Linked DNA regions of Arachis hypogaea: region 1 is linked to region 2. Evidence: chromatin contacts called from public Hi-C data. All regions are on one chromosome and are shown on one strand. The core of a region is the stretch at or near the end of the contact, and the rest is flanking DNA. Distances in the headings are between cores, read along the strand shown.

What was found. Hi-C and Micro-C count contacts between places; a contact is called where the count stands out from the background.
Region 1: a Hi-C map of leaf shows a contact between it and region 2, with 4 times the contacts expected there. The contact joins the promoter of LOC112702995 here to the promoter of LOC112701432 in region 2. A contact is called at or near these places in 2 of 8 Hi-C or Micro-C datasets (both in leaf).

The regions. Positions count from the first base shown.
Region 1 is chr7:45,472,993-45,477,743 of arahy.Tifrunner.gnm2.J5K5, reverse strand. LOC112702995 (aspartic proteinase NANA, chloroplast) reads right to left here and starts at 3,336. Exons shown (of 2, transcript XM_025754266.3): 1 at 1,256-3,336. The coding sequence starts at 2,028.
Region 2 is chr7:45,205,500-45,210,368 of arahy.Tifrunner.gnm2.J5K5, reverse strand. LOC112701432 (delta(3,5)-Delta(2,4)-dienoyl-CoA isomerase, peroxisomal) reads right to left here and starts at 2,982. Exons shown (of 3, transcript XM_072198792.1): 1 at 2,812-2,982. The coding sequence starts at 2,982. LOC112702990 (protein S-acyltransferase 18) reads left to right here and starts at 281. Exons shown (of 4, transcript XM_025754263.3): 1 at 281-3,242; 2 at 3,323-3,391; 3 at 3,620-3,864. The coding sequence starts at 3,066. The coding sequence ends at 3,757.

The sequences.
Region 1 (4,751 bases), core at 2,087-4,586, 270 kb before region 2:
TTCTGGGGTGAACTAGGTTAAACAAATGACCAATTTAAATAATCTTTGTTCCAACATGGCGTTGGATGCACAAAAATGTTGGTCATGTGATACTCACCTACTAACATTAACTCTCATTTATAACCAATGGTTGAAAGCTGGAAAGAATGGTTGCTGGGTCACCAGCAGGATCAGAACAACTTTTTGGTGCTTGTGTGTGTGTGTGTGTGTGTGTGGGCAGGGGTAACTTTTTTGTTAATTAGACCCCACAAGGCATTTTTTCCTTCAATGACAAGCACACATTAGATCTTTGATTATGATATTGATGGCCATATACACCATAAGCAGGCTTATGATAAATACACTCACTCCTTTCTGAGCTTTAAATGCATTGACAGGATAAGAAAAAGTGACTGTTTCTTCATGTATCTTCAAGGGTGAAATGAAATAGCCTTTATTGCTTTTAATAAGTTGTGAATGTTAAATTTAATTGGATTGTGTTTTACTAAGTGAGAATTTAATAGATACCTGTTTAAACTAGTAATTAACCTCTCTTCACTCTAAGTTAGCTATAAACCAACCAAACTAAATGTGATGTGAAAAAAAAAATCTAGAACAAAATTCAATCCACCCTCTCTTAGAAAAAGGGACATCTTCCAAATAGTAGTATTTTAGGCTAGCTTTTAAAATTGCAACTTGACTACTTATTATTGTTCTCAGAAAGAAAGGACATAGCTCCTTCCAAACCGTCTTAGTTGGCCAAACACCTTGCCCACAAAAAAATTTATAAACTAAATTTGAGGTCGAAAAAGATAGCCATTAATTTCTCTCTCTCTCTCTCTCTCTCTCTCTCTCTCTCTCTCTCTCTCTCTCTCTCTCTCTCTATATATATATATATATATATATATATATATATATATATATATATATATATATATTCTGTTTTTTTTTTCACCCAATTCATTGCCGGAACAAAGAAATTTAAAAGGGAAAAAAAAGTGGAACAGACTTAATTAGCTTTGCTTCAATTATAATGCTTCTTGCAAAATGCAAACTCACTCTCTTATCTGAAAGAAAAAAAAACACCCACTCCGCATGTATAATACTGCCAATGCTCCCTTCTTTCACAACAACCCATTAATTCAATTCGGCTAAAAATTAAATGAAACCAAAATTTTAAAAATTAAAACACAAGAAACAAGACAAAAGACAAAGGACATAAACAAGCAAAATACCAAAAGAAAAAAAAATTAAAGAACAGAACTTAGTTACCAACCTGATATCATATAGGCAGGGATCAGAAGGCCTAGGACAGTAAGTTAGAGAAAACAAATCGCTGAGATCAAATTTGCACTTGAGGGATGAACATGTAACTGCCTCAAAAGATTTCGAATGCTGCGGACAAAATACACCATCACCACATTGTTTATTAGTAGTATTCTTCGGCCTTCTTATTCTTCTCCTCCTTCTTTTTGTTCTCCTTGATGACCTCGTCCTCGACCTCGGCCTTGTACGACGGTGACGCTTCTTATGCGCACCAAGAACGCTAGGAGGCTTCTTATCCAAGCAGTTAAACCATGTTAACTCGTTTCCGGTGTCAGCAACCACCCAGAACTTCTGGCCGGGGGTGCCGACTTCGACCTGGACAAAGTACTCGCCTAGGCCATTGTCTCTGCCCGACTGCATTGGCATTTCGAACGTTTCATAGTTCTGTCTTCTGTTATTCAAGTTGTGTTTCTTGTTGTTGGTGGATATGCTCCATCTTTCGTTCATCCTCTGGCGCCTTACGGCGTCTCGCTGGATGAATCCTTTTATGTATTCCAGCTGATCCAAGGCGCCATTGTTGTCGCTGTTTCTGTTTCGGAAGAAGCGGGAATCGTGCCTGTGCACGAGTTCTATTCTCATCTCCTTGCCATCATCGATGTCGTTTTGTTGGTAACCGCCACCATGAGCAATGTTGAAGGAGGTTATTGTTATTATTATGATGATGATGAGGATTGCGGCGGTTCCACTTCTCCATTGCATCCTCATCCTCATCCTCATCTGCATATATGTATGTATGTATAGGTATATAGAAATTTGTACAAAATGTGTTGAAGTGACAATAGGTTTAGGGGAAATAATAGAGGGGTTTTGGTGATGGTTTGATTGAGAGAGAGAATAATGATGAGGAGCTAGAAGAATATTGAAGAGGGTGCTTGAGCTGGTTTTGTTGAAGATGGGTCCATTTTGGTAGGAAAAAAAAAGGAAAGAGAGGGAAAAGAATGGAGAAAGGAAAAGATACAGAAGCAGTAAGAGAAGAAGATATTGAGAGGTACAGATACAAAAAGGGCAGGGCCCTTCTTTTGTTTTCGCCTTTCAGAGTTAGGACTTCGGATTCTTCCTCTTTCCTCTATATATATATATATACAACTTTAACAAAAATTAACATTTTTTTATTCATATCCGTTTAAATTTATGTGGCATTATACCAAAAGTTAAAACGTATGCTTATATTTTTTATTATTAATAACATAATATAATAGATAAATAAACATGGATTATAAAAAAATTGTTAAATATGTTATTTTCTTTTGTGTTTCTGTTAAAATCAAATGTGACAAAAATGTAAGTAGCAAGAACCACTGATAAAATTACTGGTTTAATAATTCATTGATTCGATTGAAATTTAACAGAAATTAAAAGATTTAATTAAATATTAAATAAAATTATTAAAAAAATATATATATAATTTTAAATATATAAATTTAATAAATCATTTTTTTTACTTTTCTTCTTTTGTATTCTCTGTATGTTGAAATCTTTTCAACTCATTTAATATTTATTTTGTAATTAAGAGAGAGACAAGCAATATTTAACATTACGAAATTAAATTTTGCTAGTCTATCATTATTGGTTTTCTTAGTATTTCTCTACTTTATATAAACACAATGAGAGATAAGAAACATAGAGAAAATAAAGAAGCATATAAATGGTTTGGTTTGGGATCGGAGTTAATTAGTGGTGCTTACGAATTTGATTTTGGTGGTGCCATCAAATAATTGTGGAAGCGGCGTTTCAGTGCGGTGGACGAGAAGCTTCAAGAGTTCGACGACATTTTTAGGATTGCAGGGCTGCGGTGGAGACGCGACACCAGAAAATACAGAGAGAGAGAGTTCGACAATGACAAAGAAGCCGGGCTGCGGAGGCTGCGGTAGCTGCATGGCTGTGGTGGATCCTGTGGGGGCTGCGGTAGTTGTGGGTCTTTTGCTCTTTCAATTTCAAACTTTTACTTCAGTTTCAGAGAGGAGAGGAGTGAGAATGAGAGTGTGGGATTGGGTTGCGTGGGAATTTAGGATTTTTTTTTTTAAGGTGAAAACGGCGTCATTTTGGAGTGGTTTATGGAATTAAAAATCTTTTTAAAAGCAACAGGTTTTATCGATTTATCGGTTAATTATCGATTTGTAACTATTTTTTTTGTCAAATACTTTATGAAACTAACGGAATTAATTTGGTGATCGATTTTGATTAATCCAGTTGAACTGATTAATTTGATTCGGTTTTTAGAATTATACAAAAATGAGCTTATTTATGAAAACATGTTTAATAAAAAAAATAAACTATAAAATGGTATCCAAAATTTATATTGCTAACAAAAATAATTTTTGAATAACTTAAAAATGTAATAATTAATAAATATTATATTTTTTTATAAATGACAGAAAAAAATTTTACATTTAACAAATAATTTGTGCATTTGATATGAATTTGTGGCAATATTTTAAATAACTATTTAACAAAAAATCAAAGTAAAATTCAATTTCTAGAACTTTTTTATTTTTTAAACAAATTTAGTCATCTGCAACAAATTTTTTTTAAAAATTTGTTTGGCATAAAATTACCAAAGTTTAAAAATAAAACATTTATTTTTCTAATAATCATTGAAAGAAATCACAACAATAAAATTTAATTTTTAAATTCATTTTTAAAATATATATTTAATATTTAGTTAATTTTTGTTATTTTTTAAAATTTTTTGAAAACTTATTTGCGATTGGTATCTTTTAAAATTATTTTTATTTTTATTAACGATATAAATTTTTGAATACTATTTTAATAATTTATCATAAAATAAACTATTTTTTAAAAAAAGCATATTTGCTTAGGTGAGAATAATTACTAGTATTATTTATTATATATCATTAACATAAACAAGACCTCAATTGTTTAGGTATGAATATCTTATTTCGAATTAATAATTCTGTTTTATTTTTCCCAAACTTGTCTTGATTTGCTTGTATAGTTGTTACTTGTTACACAGTTATTTGCTCTATGCTACATTATTGTCTTATTGGATGCTGGTTTTGAAGACCACCCCCTACCCTAGATATTTTATTTTTATGTGGAGTTTTCCTTTTCACACTAGCTTTTTTAAGTTGTCCTTTATCTGTCGTGATTCTCTCTTACGGTCTTACCTGTATCATTTGGATTTAGATGAAATGATTTAATTTGTTATGTATGTTAATCACTCCAGTCGGATAATTTTATAAAAAAAAATGCAATATAATTTAAAATTATTTTATTTTATATTTTTTATTATTATTTATATTTTTATTTTTTAATTATCACTGAAATAATTAAATAATAATATTAAATATAATAAATATATAACTATAAACATTATATACATAAAATTGTAAATATTAAATTAAATAAAATAATTTTGGTTATTATTTTTCTGATATTATCGATAATTTTAAATTTTTGTTTGACAACGTAAAAAAATTGGCGTC
Region 2 (4,869 bases), core at 1,733-4,232:
ACTAAACTCTATGAATTAAACTATAAAGTGTAAACTGAATTCTATATCTTATCCGTATGAAAATAAAATATTTGCTCAAAATATTAGTCAATATTAAAAAAAATATTAATTTTTTATTATTTTTCATTTTAAAATAAAACTTCAAATTCTATACTTCTATTTTAGAGTAATATGTAAGAAGTGACAAAACGGATAAAATTTGCTGGGCCAAACCGTCAAAACAATAAAAAAAGATAGACTGGGATGAGATTTGCACCCACCAAACCCACAGACTTTAACGGAGTGCAACGATCTAGTCCGGCAGGCCAACTATATGTTTTCATTTTAGTGGGCATTTTGGTCAGTTTACTAACATCATATAAATTTAAAATTAAGGGAATTAGGGTTCACACAACACAGCACTGCATTCTTGAGCCTTTGTCCTAGTGCCCTCTGTCCTCTGGGTTCAATCAAACACACAGAATCTTGCCCTCTCTCACTCTAGCAACATCGTCGTGCTGGTAGTCCTAGCTTTTCTTTTGCGCTGCACATGAAGCCCCTCAGCGGCACAAAGAATCAACAGCGACTCAACTCTAAAGGGGGTAGTTTCACGCTGCCAATCAAAAGCTGCGGTTGGCATGGCTGTGTAAGGTGCTCGTCGATCTCCTCGCACTGGCGCCCCTGGCACTCTCTCCCTCTCAAAGGTGCTCTGTCTTCCTCTCAAAGGTGCTCTGTCTCTCCCTTTCTCAGCTTTACAGTGGATAGCGGTGCGTGCTCTTCTTCTCTGCCAGTGGCGTTTTCTTCTGGTATTAATAAGCTTGATTTGTTTATTTTTCTTAAAAGAGGCAAGACAGGGCAGAATAACAAGTTCAGCCCATATCACTTTTGAGGGGCCGACCGGTCCGTCTCGTTTTGTGGTGGACTTTGGTGGAGCGGATAGCCCACTTTACCACCCCTAGTAATATGTTTCATCACAAATCCACTCCCACTAGAAGAAAATAGATGCTCTCCAGTTTTTTTAACACTTGACAGAATCCAGTGTGATCTCTCACCTTTGATTTATAAGTGGGACCAGAAATAAAGAAGAGAGAGCACTACAAGAAAATGAAATATTTGTAACAAAAAATTTGTATCAAATTTAAAATTGTTACAAAAAATGATTTTTTGTAATAATAATTAGTGATTGTTACAAAAGAATAATGTTTTGTAACAACATTACAAATTGTTACAAAACATGATAATATTTTGTAACAACCTGTTTTATTTTGTTACAAATTATGTTAGTTTTTGTAACGAGATAGTATTTTGTTACAAAATATTGTAATATTTTGTAACAAAAAAAAGAAGTTACAAAAATTCGAAATATTTTGTAACAATTTGTTTTTTTTGTTTCAAAAACTCTAATTGTTTTGTAACAAAACAACTTTTTGTTTCAAAAACTCCAATTGTTTTGTAACAAAAAATTAATTTGTCACAAAATTTAATATTATTTGTAACAAGTTAATTATTTGTCACAAAATATAAGTATATTTTATAACAATTTTTTTTTTAAATATTAAACACTTTAAGAGTAAAAAAAATTGTGTATATAATTTTTTCAAAATAATTTTATTTTGTTTCAAAAATTAAAATTTTTTACATACTATTTGTATTCATTAGCCCTAGCTATAACATTCAATATTTTTGAAAATCTAAATATAAATAAATTGTGATTTTATCTTATTAAGTTTAAACTTTATAATTTTAGAAATTATTTTATTAGAAATAATTAAATAGATTTGGAGATAATGTAGAGTTAAATAATTTAAATTAAATAATTGATATTTTGGGTTTAAACTGTACTTTATAAAGTATAATTAATATATTTATTTTATACATTAAATTAAGAATAATTATTAAAACTAAATAATATATTAATAAATTGTGTTCTTAAATATCTTTAATGAAGTACATTTAATTTTAAAATTATTATTTCATCATTTAATTTTATTAAAATATCTATTTTATCAAATTTTCTTTATAAAAACTTAACCCTAAATTCCCAAATAAAAAACCTTAATTTTCAATTACAAATTCTATCCTATTCTCCCTTTCTCCTTTAACCTAACACACAAAACACAGAAAACATAAGAAAGCGGAGAAATAGCTAGGCCAGGAGAAGGAAGAGAGGAAAAGGGGGGATATCGCCGATGGAAAAGGAAACTGCTGTAAAATCCAGAACTTTTGAAAAGTTTTATTATGGTCAAGTCTTAAATCACATAGTTATTTACAATTTTAATTTCAAAAATTATTTTATTAAAGATAATCAAAGCAAGTTTTGATTAATTGAATTTAAAATAAATTAAGATTATTATCCAATTTTATAATTATTGAATTATTTTCTATATTTAAATTATAAAATTTTTAATTATGAAATAATAAGAATTTTATATGATTTGAACTAAATAATTAATATTTTAAAATATTAATATTGTTGTTTTAAAAAATAAAAAAATTAATTATATTATTTTTAGTTTTTAGATTTAAACATTTTATTAAAAATAATTTGTAAAATTAATGAACAATAATATTTTTATACATTATTATTGTTGGATTAAAATTTGGTTTTCAATTATTCTATTACCCTAATTTTATTTAAATTATCCAAACTATCCCTAACCAAACCCTAATTCACTAAGAACGAAATCCAACCCAAACCCCTCACTCTCAGCCGCAACACTTCTCTCCCTTCAGCAAACAATCCGAAAAATAAAAGAAAGAAAGGGGGAAGTAGGGGAAGGGGCCGCGGAGAAGGGGAGGAGGAGAGGAAGAAGCTCCGCGCCGCTGTCCAACCCGCCGCGCCTCGCCGCCGGATTGCCGCGCGTGAGGAGCCGTGCCGTTGCCATTGCCGTGGGTGAAGTTCACCGCTGGCGCTAGTTGAGGCCGTTGCTGTGGAACAGAGATGAGAGAGAGATCGAAACGGGCTTTGAAGAAGAGAATCGCGCGAGAAAGGAGGAGAGTCATCGCGGACTGGCCGTTGGGGGAGCCGCTGCTGTGAGCTCGCGTCGTGGGCACCGTCGTACCCTGGCCGTGTTGCTACTGCCGTCATGCCCTGGTGCCGTCAAGTGAAGCAACCATCGTTGCTTGGGAAGAACCCGAAGAGTGAGAGGGAGCCCGCAGAGAAGCCTCTGCTCCCATTCCCTCTTGTCATGAAAGATGATGATGCCATTTTCCCAAATCTTAATGAAGATGACATTTCATTTTGTGCTCTTTGTGATTTTGAGGTTAGAATCTTAGTTGCATACTATGTGCTTACCATTTAATCACAATTGAGTGCTCTTTTCTATGCTATTATATGAATCAGGTGAAAAAGCATAGTAAGCATTGCAGGACGTGCAATCGATGCGTCGAAGGATTCGATCACCATTGCAAGGTGTGTAATAAATGAATTTTTGTGTTGAAGTAAAATCTGGAGTTGTAAATAAAATTGCTATTATTAGACTAGCTAGTCTTTCTGTGTTGGAATTTTTCAATTCTCTTTACTCATCGCTCAGGATTTTACACTGTCTTTCAATTTCAGAACCAAAATTTAAAATAAAAAGGGTGTTTTAATTACATGAATTAATTATGTTCCAATATTATTGTCTTATTACGTGTACAGCTTATCATTGAAGGAGGGACCACAATTGCTGTGTTTATCAAGTGCTTTGCGAATAAAAGAGGAATGGTAAAGGAGCTTCATAGGAAGCTTCACGTAGAGTTTCCAAGAGAGGTTCTCGCCACCATATGTGTAATATAGTTAACTCAGCACTTCCACCTCCTACCAGTACTGACAGTGAGCCTGAAAGGGAAGATGAGAAAGAAGTTGATAAAAAAGCTGTTGTTACAAGCCTCATAAGTGAAACGGTAAGTGGTTTAACTGCAGACTTATGTGGATAAGCATGATGAGTCATTTAAGTAATCCTTGTATTTGTGTGTGCATTTGTTGTTGAATAATTTCTCACATTAAGCTGTTATTGCTGCTCTATACTTGCTGTTGGTTGCTGCTGATTTTTCCCCCTCATTGCTTGATTATTGAATGATTGTTAAATTCAATGAGAAAGAAAATGCTGCTGAGTTATTATTGTTTGTGTTGGAATAGATGATGGTTGCTGAACTGAGATTGGTTTTATTGATAAATCTGTTGCTGAAATCGTTTAGTTTGACTTGATTGATTTTCTGTTGAATTAATGGATAAACTGCTATGCCCATGCTGCTTGCAAGTGTAATGGTTATTGACTTCAATGAATAGAATGCTGCCTAAATCCATTACCTTTGTTCATTTTACTGTTTTGGGTGCTGTATGATGGGCCATTGTTTGCTAAGCTGCTGAGTGCTGCTCTGCTTCTTGCTGGTTTGATTGATTTTAATTGTTTCCTCATTTTTTCTTGTTGGAATTGGCTTATTTACTTCCTTCCTATGAATTCATTATGATTTTCTGTGTTTTTAACTGTCAAAGAATTCATATGGAATTTGAATTGATTGATTGAAATTGTAAAATAGGCAAATTTACCGCTGAAATGCTGCCGGAATTTATTTTAAGCTGTTTTCAATATTCATCTTTGATTCAATTAATTGATTGAGTTGATATTTAATTGCTTTTGGTTTTCAACTGTTGCTAAGCTCAATTGATTGATTATCCAGCTAAGTGCTTCACTGTTTTGGTTGTTGGAAGCTGGAAGTTTTGGATTTTGTTATTCACTATTTGGTTGTTGTCCTATTTGGTTGCTCAATTAAACTGCATTGTGTTGTTTGAAAGGGTGCAAGTTGTGAATTGGTTGTGTTTGTTGGAACCGTGGACGGTGGAAATATCCAAGTTTTAGGGGAGGTTTTGCCGAAAATTTTCTAAAAATTTTGGATAAAACTTAGTGG